Linked DNA regions of Gossypium hirsutum: region 2 is linked to region 1. Evidence: chromatin contacts called from public Hi-C data. All regions are on one chromosome and are shown on one strand. Each heading gives the region's core, a stretch centred on a gene start, on an enhancer-like site or on the middle of the called end of the contact. The rest is flanking DNA. Distances are from core to core; before and after follow the strand shown.

Region 1 (5,661 bases), core at 1,366-3,865:
GATCATGATAAGGACTCAATCGTAAAGCTAAATAAGCTAGATATTTAACTTTGTAACATTAGAGGCTAAATTGAATAAATTGAAAATCTGTCATGAAATTATGTTATGAATAGAAAGTATATGGTCCTTAATGAAATAATGTGAAATCAGATTTTGATCCGATGCTAAATAGTGAAAGATATGCATATCCCGAGTATAAGGACTAAATTTAATAAAATGAAAAATATGTTTGGCTTTGTATTTGAATGTGAATTAGATGAAAATTGACATATTTATTTCTTGTATTATCGTACGTAGCTAAAGACAGCGTTAAGCCATCAAGAGGGAAAGAAAAAGCGAGAGTCGTTGAGGAGTGATGCAAAGATTTGGTTTGTACTTCTATGACTCAAGATCATTATATTTATATGCATATACATATTGAATGCATGATTGAATATCGAGGTAAGCTGATGCTTTTCGTATCAATTGATTTGTATTAAATATTGAGAATTTAGATTGAATTGAATAAAATAGAAATAAGCATTTTATAACTGATAATGATACATTGATGGATTGAGTATAATGAAATGATAATATGTGGTATACATTGATATTTGAATTGGTTATGAAATGTTTGTATGAGATCATGATATGTGATTTGGTTTATAATATGAAATTGAAACATTGGTTACCCTATTAGCTGTACAGACAGGGTCAAATATAGTTGACATGTCATAGGGTTAGGTAAAATGATTAGAAACCATTGTTGTCGGGCAACTCGGGTGGTAGAATGTACATATATAATAGTCATCATTGACGAGCAACTTGGGATGGCAATATATCTAGATTGTGAAAGTCATAGTTGTCGAGTAACCCGGGATGGTAGTATGTACATGTTCCAGTAGTCATTGTTGCCAAGCAATCCGGGATGACAGAGTAATAGATCTGTGTATCCATTCTAAGTTTGTGTCTTGTTAATAAGGTTATAAAAACATGAATTGGTAACATGATAAACGAGATGAATATGATTGAATTAGTATGTTTGTATATATGTGATATGTGGAAAACGACAGCATGTGAAAGACATGCGATTTGGTTTAAACAAGCCCTGGGGGCTGAATTAACTTTGAACAAATCAATAGAATCAAGAAAGAGAAATTGAATCTTAAAATAAATGATAGAATAGCCTCGAATGAAAATGAGATTAAATATCATATTGGTACATGAATGTATATGTATGTAATTAAATTAGATATGTTGCATCTTTGTTAATAGAAAGGATAGCATAAAATGTTATTTTGATTATTAAATGAAATGGTGTATGAGAATGATATTTGAGTATTAAATATACAATTTGATTTGGTTGAATTGTGGCATATATTGGTTGAATTCTTATAGTAAATATGCTTATTTTGTGACTTGAATAATGAAAGTATTACTGAACTTTATCGCTTACAGCACGATTTGTTTATTTAGCATATAGCTTGCAACCCTCGGCTTAGAAATGTTTGTATAGTCCCTTTCATTTTGATATATGGCATGTACCTAGGTTTGAGTTGGTTTTGATATTAAATTGGATAAATGTTTTAATTAGGTACCATTTGGAACATTTGCAAATAAACGGTTACGTCGCCACATCGAGCTCTTAACGTCGCGACAGGATCAAGTCAATGAGTTGTGTCACGACCAAGAACCCTTGAAGTTGTGACGTCAATCTAATAATTGGTAAACTTTATAATTTGGTCCTAGTTCAACCTCGGGTTAGTAAAAGAGTTTTCGTAAGCTCATATAAGACTTGGAAATGATTGTATAATATACTCAAAAGGACTAATATAATATTAGCATGTATTCATAGTTATATAGAATTGTATTTAATTATAATTATTTCGACAACGAATTTAATATCACGTAATTCAGATGTGATGACTTGATCGAATATAGAATGTTGCAGCACCTAAAAGTTAAATGACTAAATAGATAGTTTACAAAAAAAAATTGAAAGATAAATTTTGAATAAAACCCCCCAAAAAAATAATATCACATGCAAACAACTATGAAATATAATAATTGTAGTGACGGGGGATTGCGCGAGACACTGCAGGTGCAGGAGTCCCAATTTGCTGACAATTCTGAAGGAATTAAATAGGGTAAGTGCATTGCCCAATGGCTGCAACTTCACGCAAAATATAATTAACTGCTTTGCAACTTGCAAGTAAAAGTAAAACAGTCATACCTACATTATAATACAGTATTCAAAACTAAAGCTACCCCACCTACAAAATTTGGACTACATAGGCATTGACAGTAATTTTTTTAAAGAAAGCAATAATTAAAATATGAAAATCTATATGGATAATATGGTTACTGTATTTTATTCTATCTATTAAAATAGATAAATTAATTTTTAATTAAATAAATTATTTTTTAATATATATTAAATTAAAAAATAAATTAATTATTTTATTAAAAGTTTTATTTATTTTTAAGATTAAAAACTTATTCTTATATATTAACATGATATATATATAACATGTCGATATAACAATGTAGTTATTCTAAAAAAAATTAATTTTTAATTGAAGAAATAAATAAAAGTTTTCATATAAAAAATTAAAATTTTATTTTATTTAACGTCAAATAAAATGCAATCTTACTTGGGGGAGCATGATACTTTTAAGGATATTATCCATTATTGAATTACAGAAGAACCTCACACAATCTCTCTGGCTTCTCCCTTGAAACGCCCATAAAACGCAGGCAAAGCGGTGAAGTTTCTCTCTTAGATTTTGACAAGTAAAACTGTAAAAAAGCCTTTTGTCTCTCTGTTTCCATATGGAAGCTCTCAAATTTCTGAGGTTTTGGAAACCTAGCTGTGTGGCTATGAAAGAGAACCAGACCCAACGTTGTTGTGGAAGCATCGAAATTCCACATCATGAATTGGATGAAGAGGACGACTCTTTCATCGACTTGGAGCTTCCTTTGCACCACTTCAACCACCTCCATCTACGCACCCTTCACAAAACACCTGATTTCCAGCATGATTCGGCTAAGAATGATGACTTCCCCTTGTTGCCAATGCAGAATGATCATTTCTCCAAAAGAAAGATCCTCCCCATTGACCCAACCTCCAAGCCTCAATCTCCCTTACACCTGTTAAACTCTGCTCCCAAATTTGGAGCTTTTACTCTCAACAAGTCCAAGTCAATGGCAAATACCAGTAAAACATGTACTCCCCAGAGAAAAGAGTTGATCGGTATTTCTATGGAGACCCCAAGGCATGAAGAAAGGAGCAGTTCGAAAGATCTGATACAGAAATACTTGAATATAATAAAGTACGTAAAAATCTCCAAAAAAAGCATTCCAAGTGACAAGGCAAAGGTCTCACTCTCACCCTCAGGTGAGTTATCAAAGGTGGCTTCTCCGGCAACGGTGTATCCCATGAAGGGAGTACAGGGGAGTGTTTCGACAGGGGTTTGCAAGCAATTGGTAAAGAGCAGATCAGCCTCGTATGCTGCATCCCCAATTAATCGGAAAGATGATTCCTTGCTACTCCGACACGATGCGATTGAAAGCGCCATTTTGCATTGCAAGAAATCTTTCAATTCCTCATCAGGTAATTAGTTGTGTTTTTAAGCTAATACTAATCATTTGGTTTAATTTGGAATTGGATCCTTGGCTTGTTTTGACAGCAGAATCATCTTGGTTGTCGAGATGTACAAGTGATTCTTCAAAATACAAGTTAAGCAATGCATCTTCTTCTACAGGTCATGGTTTCAGATTCTATTTCTTATACTGTTGTTTGCACTAATTATCGAGCTCTAATTATTAATTAAAGTCTTTAATTTCCTCAGATTCTTCTCTTTCGTCCACGAATTACAAGCAATTATTATCACCTGAATAGAAACCTTGGGATTTATTATCATGATTATGTACGAAAGATGTAAACTGATAAGAACAAAAAGAACAAAAGGCTGGAATTTAGATATGATGGGCATTGGTGGGCAGTGTAAGCAGGGTTAGTACTTGTAAAGTTCATGGATAATTATGAAGAAATTGAAACTAATTCCCATTGTCTGAGCTCTTGTATTTATGGTAGCTTTGAAAGTTAAAGATGTGATGATTTCTGAATATATACTTGGGTGATTAATGCCTTTTCAAGGACAACTGGTAGTTTCTGGTGGGAGTTTGGTGAGAAGGGGAAGAAGTGGGACTAGCATGGAACCTTAATCTTAACTAGTGTGGTGATAGTGTATTTAAAAGTAAAGGTGTAATAGAATTTGGTGAGAAAGTGGAAGATGTTGGAGAAGCATGGAATCTTAGTATTAACAATTCTTCATACTTGTATAAAGACATTACACTCTTTATAAAAAAATACAAATTTAAAATTCTGGGTAATAAATCTCAAACATAAATAATAAAACAAACATTAAAAAAATAAATCATCATAAAAGAACTCTTAAAAACTTTCTTTTGTGTATGCTCTAAAGGGTGAATTATTTAGTTGGTCGCTCAGTTTTTAGAGCATTTGTTTTTTTCTTTTAAAATGAAATATTTACAATTTGGTCATCAAACTTTTAAGGCACTTTCATTTTACACACCCAAACATTAAATCTCTAATGGTAGTGCATACACCACTCCATGTTGATACTTTCATTTTAGTCACCCAAAAATTATTTTTTAAGTATTAATTGAGGTAAAAAGTAAGAATTAAAGTGAGAAAAATGATATTTATCTCATTGCTAAAATTCTAAATTTCTTGTTTTAATATTGAAATTTAAAATTTCAAAACATCAAAGTAATTTATTGAAATTTTTCTATATGTTGATAATGTCAACTGATTTGTTATTATAATATTAAAATTAATTAATTTAATCTACTTTTAAAATTTGAAATTTTATTATATGTTTTCAAATTATCCTTAACGAAATCAACTTAAATAATTCCTATTTAATAATTGTTTATAAAACTCAATTTTTTTTGTTTATATCATCCCGAATCTTCCATGTTAAGCTTAAAATAAAGGAAAAAAATACTTGAAATTAATTAAATCAATTGTTTGTTCTTTGTTTTGATAAAAAAGTGATGAAAAAAAAAAGAGTTTGGTTTGGGATGAAAGATAAAATTAATTAATTAGTTAATTGTAAAGATTGTTCTAAGATTTGAAATTTGGGTTTCTTAGACAAATATTAAGGACAATAATTTTCATTCATAATTTTTGAAATTAATTTCGATCCATTCATAATGTCAACCAATTTACTATTATAATTTTGAATCTTAATAGTTAAAAATTTATATTTCAAAACTCATATTTAGAATTTTCGGCAATGAGATAAATAAGTAAAATTTGACAATTTTTATGTATTATTTTAGTTCTTAGTGTCTTTTCATTTTAATTCTTGATTTTTCTTACCCCAATCAATAATTAAAAAAAATATTTTTTAGATGATTAAAATGGAAGTGACTTAAAAATTAGATGACTAAAAAGAAGGTACAAACATAACGTGACGTGTATGACTAATCATGTTTAGATGACTCAAATGAAAGCGCGACCCAATTGTAAGATAGTTTTCTCAATTGTAAAATTTTGTATCCATCGAAATGGGGTCTTACTCAACAATGATATAGTAGTTGGCAGATGTACCTGTTTCCTTTTTCTACGAGCGTTTCAATTCCTTGTAGGAT
Region 2 (6,037 bases), core at 3,429-5,928, 250 kb before region 1:
ATTACCTCTAGGGAAATCTGTACGTAAACAATTACCCCAATAAAGATCATTATTATTAGCATAAAAATGAAATTCTTACCTACTTTTGATAGAAAATTTAACAAGGGTTCACTTTCCAGAAAAGAAAAAGGTATGAAGAGGAATAAGTAAAAATAAAATTCTCAAATCCCATTTAAAAACTCAATAACTTACTTTCCGTGAGCCGTTTCTCCAGAAAGCATGACAGAATCAGCACCCTCACGAACAGCAATGGCAATGTCAGATACCTCTGCTCTGGTTGGTGTTGGGTGAACAATCATGCTTTCCAGCATATTGGTTGCCACAATAACAGCTTTCCCCATGCTTCGACATGTTCTAATGATCTCTTCCTACATTTTAAACGAAGTTCTGAATGGCTAAATAAATAAAATTTCAGTTCTTTACAAGTATTTTTGATGGTTTATCTTTTTACCATTCAATTAAGAACTAAACCAACCTGCAAAAGAGGAACCTCCTCAATTGGCAGCTCTGCACCAAGATCTCCTCTTGCAACCATTGCCTAAAATAGAAGAAAAAGGATTACCTTTTACATATAACATATATGGCTGAACTGGCAATAACTAGTTACTTTCATATCACATTATAACTCACACTTTCATCACCCTCCCTGTTACAGTAGAGAGAATAGTAAATAGAAGTAACGGCTAACTTTCCTAGATGGTACTTAATGGTTGAATGAAAAGTCTCATAATATTTTAGCAACAATTTTCCCAAAATTTTTACAATATTTTTTCAGAAGCAAAGACAAAGCTGAATGCATGAAATAGTTAATGTGATCACCCCATCAGATGCTGTTATAATTGAATGCAAATTTGGAATAGAATCTGCACTTTCAATTTTAACAATAACATGAATATCTGCATCGCAACCTGCCAAAAACGAAGGAGAAAGACAACAATATTAGAATTTAAGGCATGGGACAAGTCCACAGTTATTATTTTATTAAAAAAAAACTATAAGCTAAAAAAAGTTACTCTGCAGATAATTCTTCAACTCATGAACCACTTCTGCATCTTTAACAAAAGAAACAGCATAAAAGTCGACTTTATTGTCTACACCAAATTTTATGTCATCCCAGTCCTTTTCTGCAGTAAACCATCAGAAATAAATAATCTGTTGCTCCTCAAGATTTCTCAACCATGTATTGAGGAGAGTGGGAGAAAAAAGGAGAAAGAGGAGAGGAAGTGGAAAAGCTACAAAGTAATTGAAAATTCAACAATGAAAATTCAAGGACCAACCTGTAATAGAAGGCAGTGTAGCACTTTTTCCTCGGACATTTAAATGCCGCCTAGATTTAAGCTCACCACCATCAACTACTTCACACTTCACTGAATCTTCTGTCTTCAACTTCACTACCAATGACATCATACCACCTACATTGTGAATCAAAAGTCAGAGGAGCATATAATCAACAAAAGAAGTGTGCTGAGATTTTTCTAGTGTTTTGTTTTCATAATCTAGCTCAGACTACTTAGCAGACCAAACTCTTGCTTGATAATGAAAGGATACACATTAGTCTGGAAATGCAAAGATGGTTATAGATACTTTTACTCTGGACCAGCTCAAGGTGTTATTCGATAAAAAAAATTAAGTACTGAATTTTATAAATTTTGAATTTTTATAGGAAATCTCTTTGGTGTATTAGTAAAAATTAAGTACAAATTGTTAGATAATGGTATATCTTTATTTCCAAAATTATTTATTTCATAAATTCAATTTTATTAATTTAATGTTTTATATTATTTTGAATAGTTTTGGATAAAAGTTAAATATATTAAATTGAATATTTCATTTTTTAATAAAATAAAAATATTTTTATTTCATATATACGTTTTTTAAAAATAAAATCAACTTAACATTTTCAGCATTAAGTAATAAGTAGTTATCTACTTACTAAATGAACACTTTAATGTAGAAAATTTTTGTATCAAGCAAAAATTTTATAGGGTTATCAAACACATTCAGAAAATTAAATGCTGAAAATTTTCATTTCCAATACAATGAAAATTTCAATGTTTTATCAAACCCTACGTCAACAGAATCAACATAATTTCTCTAGAATGCTAAAGATTTCATTTGTCACTTAGAAATGGCAAAAGACACTCCCGACCCAACAACAGCATCAGCACACCCCAACTAGCAAATTAAGAACATGGCAGAAGAAGTAAGACCCTTTTTAATTCATTTCTAGATCATTAAATTCTTTCTTCAGCTAATGCTACATATTTGCAGTCTTAAGACTCTTGATAATTGAATCATAATACTAAAAGCATATCATCTTTTCAGACTGAAGGCAAAGTGAGTTTGCGCATGCATGCTTGCTGCTGGTGTCAGGGAAAAAAAGGGGGCGGGGGAGAAGGGAGGTATTGTTATTAACAAGCATATAAAACATCAAAAGTTAACAAAACCTGAATACTTTCACAATCTCTTGAAGTTTCAAGACAGCATACCGTCAACAAGAAGCATGTCACCCACTTCTACATCGTTAACAAAATCATCATAGTTGACACTGACACAATCAGGTGTCCCAACTCCTCTCTTAATTGTAAAAGTAAATTCCTGCCCAGTTGTTAATGTGATTGGTTGAGGCAAGTCACCGCTCCTAACTTCAGGACCCTAACAAACAGAGCCAAAATAACATAAGAACATAATAAATGAAGGTTTACAGAAACTGAACTAATAGAACTATCAGACGAAAATCACATAATATCCAGTTATATAATTGTTGCCTACAACACTACGTCCAACAATTTTAATGGCTCATAACCTCACAAGTAAAACAAACGAATAAAGACAAAAACCATATGCACACACACATGTAGACTTATATTTGTATTGCAGACTCTAATAAGTACCCAAACCATATACTAACATACTGTCACTTGTACATACTTGGCAGTCTTACTCCAAAATAGAGTGTCATGATGACCATAACAGAACCTGTATCCAAAATCCAAGAAACAATTGGCATGTTCATATAGGTTTTTGTTAAGAACATTGTCTAAGATGACAAAATTCTGACAATAATTTTGACAAAGAAAGGTATCACTGATGTCTAAGTCTGACAACACCAAACTGTTGGCTCAAGCAACCTGGCATAACTGCTTTTACACTGTAAAAAGGCAAATGAAGTTGAGGGAACTTGCCTTGGTGTCAAGCATGATTGCGATAGTGTTGTCTTTGGATTGTGCATTATATTCCTTGACTAAATCAATAACTTTCTGATGAGATGCATGGTCTCCATGAGACATATTCAAGCGAGCAACATTCATTCCAGCCTCAGCCAATTTCCATATCATTTCCCTTGTGTTTGTTGAAGGACCAATAGTACAAACAATCTTTGTTTTACGCCTAACAGTAGGCTTGGACCACATACCCACTGATCCATCACCTACTTGCTGAATCCCCCTTAACTGCTCATATTGCTCCTCCCTCTGAAGAAAAAAAGTAAGAAAAGTTACAAGCAATGATTTCTGGTGATTTTCTCTCTTCAACTGTCCATGATAAGTTATTTGAGCATAGATATAATGGCAATTCAAAGCATAGTGACTATGTCATTCAACGGCAATGCCACCATCCTATACCAGTGTAAAGCAGAAATTTCAAGTGAAATACACCGTGTAACTGGAACTTCATCATTTTAACCAAACACTTAAGTTGTTATACACTTCAAGGTTCCTTTTCTTTCAACGGCAAGGGCAAACAGGTGAAAGTTATGCCCCATGTTACTTATTATTCTCTGGATAATTTCTTTAGCACAAAATCAACCGACAGTGCACCAAAGACTGGCTTGTAAAAAGATCTCAGCGGAAATTTTGACTCGAGTCCTAAATATTTCTCATTTATAGTCCAAAGTGACCAGGAAGTTTCCTCATTTTAGAGAAAAAAAAACCACCATTTCCATTTATGGATTGTGCAAGTTTCACTAATAGGATAATGCATTTTCGAAAATACAAACATGACCTTATTCAACTTGACACACTCCATTCTTATTAAAAAAAAAACAATCAGCATGCTCCATGATAATAAGATCACTCCACTTATATAATACCACGCCTATTGCTTTCTTAGCCGCTAGAAAAATCGAAAAAGTTAACAAAGATCTAATGCGTTTTTTTTATATTTTTTCTTTTAGCATGAGATGGCAGCAACCAAATTCATAATCAAAGCGGAAGATCAGAGAGGTCGGGAGTGGGCCAAACCTTAGGTACATCCTCAGGTGAAACGGGAATAAGTTCAGGCTCGGCACGTGCGGCTCTCTTAGCAGTAATCCTAGAGTTCCTAGTAAGCACGACGGCGTTGCTCTTCCTGTGGTCAGGTAAGAGTACTTTGGAAGCGAAGGACGCAGGCTTAAGCTTCTCCACTGGGTCCTGAAGGGATCCGGAGGCCTTGCTGAAGAAGTTAGCATGGATGGATCTAGTGGCCACCACTTGAGCCATTGCTAAAATGAGAGATAGAAAGGGTTTCAGGGGAGAGGAAGGCGATGGGGTTTCGCTGATAAAATTGAAGGTTGGAGCAATCGCCGCTAAAACAATGACTTTTAAAAGAGGACGCTGCAGAATGAAGTGTGCTTAGTTTGTATCGACAAACACTATGCACCTATTTTATTCAAACTGTTTTTTTTAATGTGAAATTATACATATAAATTTTAATTTAATGTAGATATATATTTTTTTTATTGTGATTTAAATATATATTTAAAATTTTAATTTTAATTTTAATTTAATTATATAAATTTAATGAAATAAATACATTAATATATTTTTATATGTAATAAATATAATTATTTATTTATAGAATATATAATCATAAAATAATATTATATAAATAATTATATTAATAATATATTAAAATTAAATTAAATTAAAATTTCATATATATAAATACCCATTAAAATTTGTTCTTTTCAAAAAAATGGATGGAAATTAGGCAAATTATTATTATTAAAACAAAGAAGACAATTTATTATTGTTGTTATACAACGTGGTGTCGGAACCCCTGGTATCATTCGTCACTTTTTTGTTCAAGTGTCATCATAACGTTGGTCTTGTTCTGGGTTGGGATTAAAGTTGAACCCTCCATAGGATTTCCAATTTCAATTTGCCTCTCGTGGTTTTCCGCATGTATCGTTTATGATTTGACTTTGACAAGCATTTCCATTCTTTTCATTAAACATTAAACTTGTGTTTTGTATTGGGTATATGGATTTAAATTTTTAAATTTTGAATTTATTTTAGTTATAATTTTAAATTTATCTCTTAATGTTTTGAAAATAAATTTATTTTAGTTAAATTTAATCCTCAACCTATTAAAAAAAGTTAAATTTATTTATTAATTTTTTAAAAAATAGTCAAAAATAATTTTTCCTTCAACGAGGATGCTAGCAAAAATAATTTTTCCTTCAACTAGAATGCTAACTAAAATATTAAAATTTTAAATAAAGCAACTTGCATGACAATCCACTTGTATTTCATGTTAATTTTTAAAATTTTTATTAAATTTTTATATTTTTTAATTTTATTTTTGATTTTTGATTTTTGATTTTTGATTTTTGATTTTTGATTTTTGATTTTTGATTTTTGATTTTTGATTTTTGATTTTTGATTTTTGATTTATTTGTTGACATAACATATAAGATAAATGGTGTTATGTTAGTAGGATAAGCACATAAATTGTCATGCGAGTTGCTCCATCAACAACGTTAAAAAATTAATGTTTTAATCAGTATTTTCATTAAAAAAATGATTTGACTCTTTTTTGAAAGGTTAAGAGCTAAATTTAGCTAAAAAATGGAATAATGATTAAATAGACAAAAAAAATGCAAACATTAAGGGCTAAATTTATCATTATGCCTTTTATTTATTATGGAAATAGTAACAATGAAATGTATATATCTATAATATTAATAAATCCCTGATTGAGTTGGTGTCACAAGTCAATCAGACACCAACTCGATTTGAAAATTACAAAAATGATCTTTCCTGTTTAAAAAATTTTA

What was found. Hi-C and Micro-C count contacts between places; a contact is called where the count stands out from the background.
Region 2: a Hi-C map of leaf shows a contact between it and region 1, with 6 times the contacts expected there. The contact joins the promoter of LOC107945865 here to the promoter of LOC107914374 in region 1. A contact is called at or near these places in 10 of 34 Hi-C or Micro-C datasets (anther, callus, hypocotyl and 1 more).

Annotation. Positions count from the first base shown.
Region 1 is chrA08:62,131,181-62,136,841 of Gossypium_hirsutum_v2.1, reverse strand. It overlaps LOC107914374 (membrane-associated kinase regulator 5), which reads left to right and starts at 2,615. Exons shown (of 3, transcript XM_016843362.2): 1 at 2,615-3,592; 2 at 3,672-3,743; 3 at 3,831-4,042. The coding sequence starts at 2,812. The coding sequence ends at 3,880.
Region 2 is chrA08:62,381,588-62,387,624 of Gossypium_hirsutum_v2.1, reverse strand. LOC107945865 (plastidial pyruvate kinase 2) reads right to left here and starts at 4,678. Exons shown (of 12, transcript XM_016880020.2): 1 at 4,242-4,678; 2 at 3,186-3,473; 3 at 2,490-2,655; 4 at 1,278-1,412; 5 at 1,014-1,124; 6 at 820-908; 7 at 476-538; 8 at 193-368. The coding sequence starts at 4,478.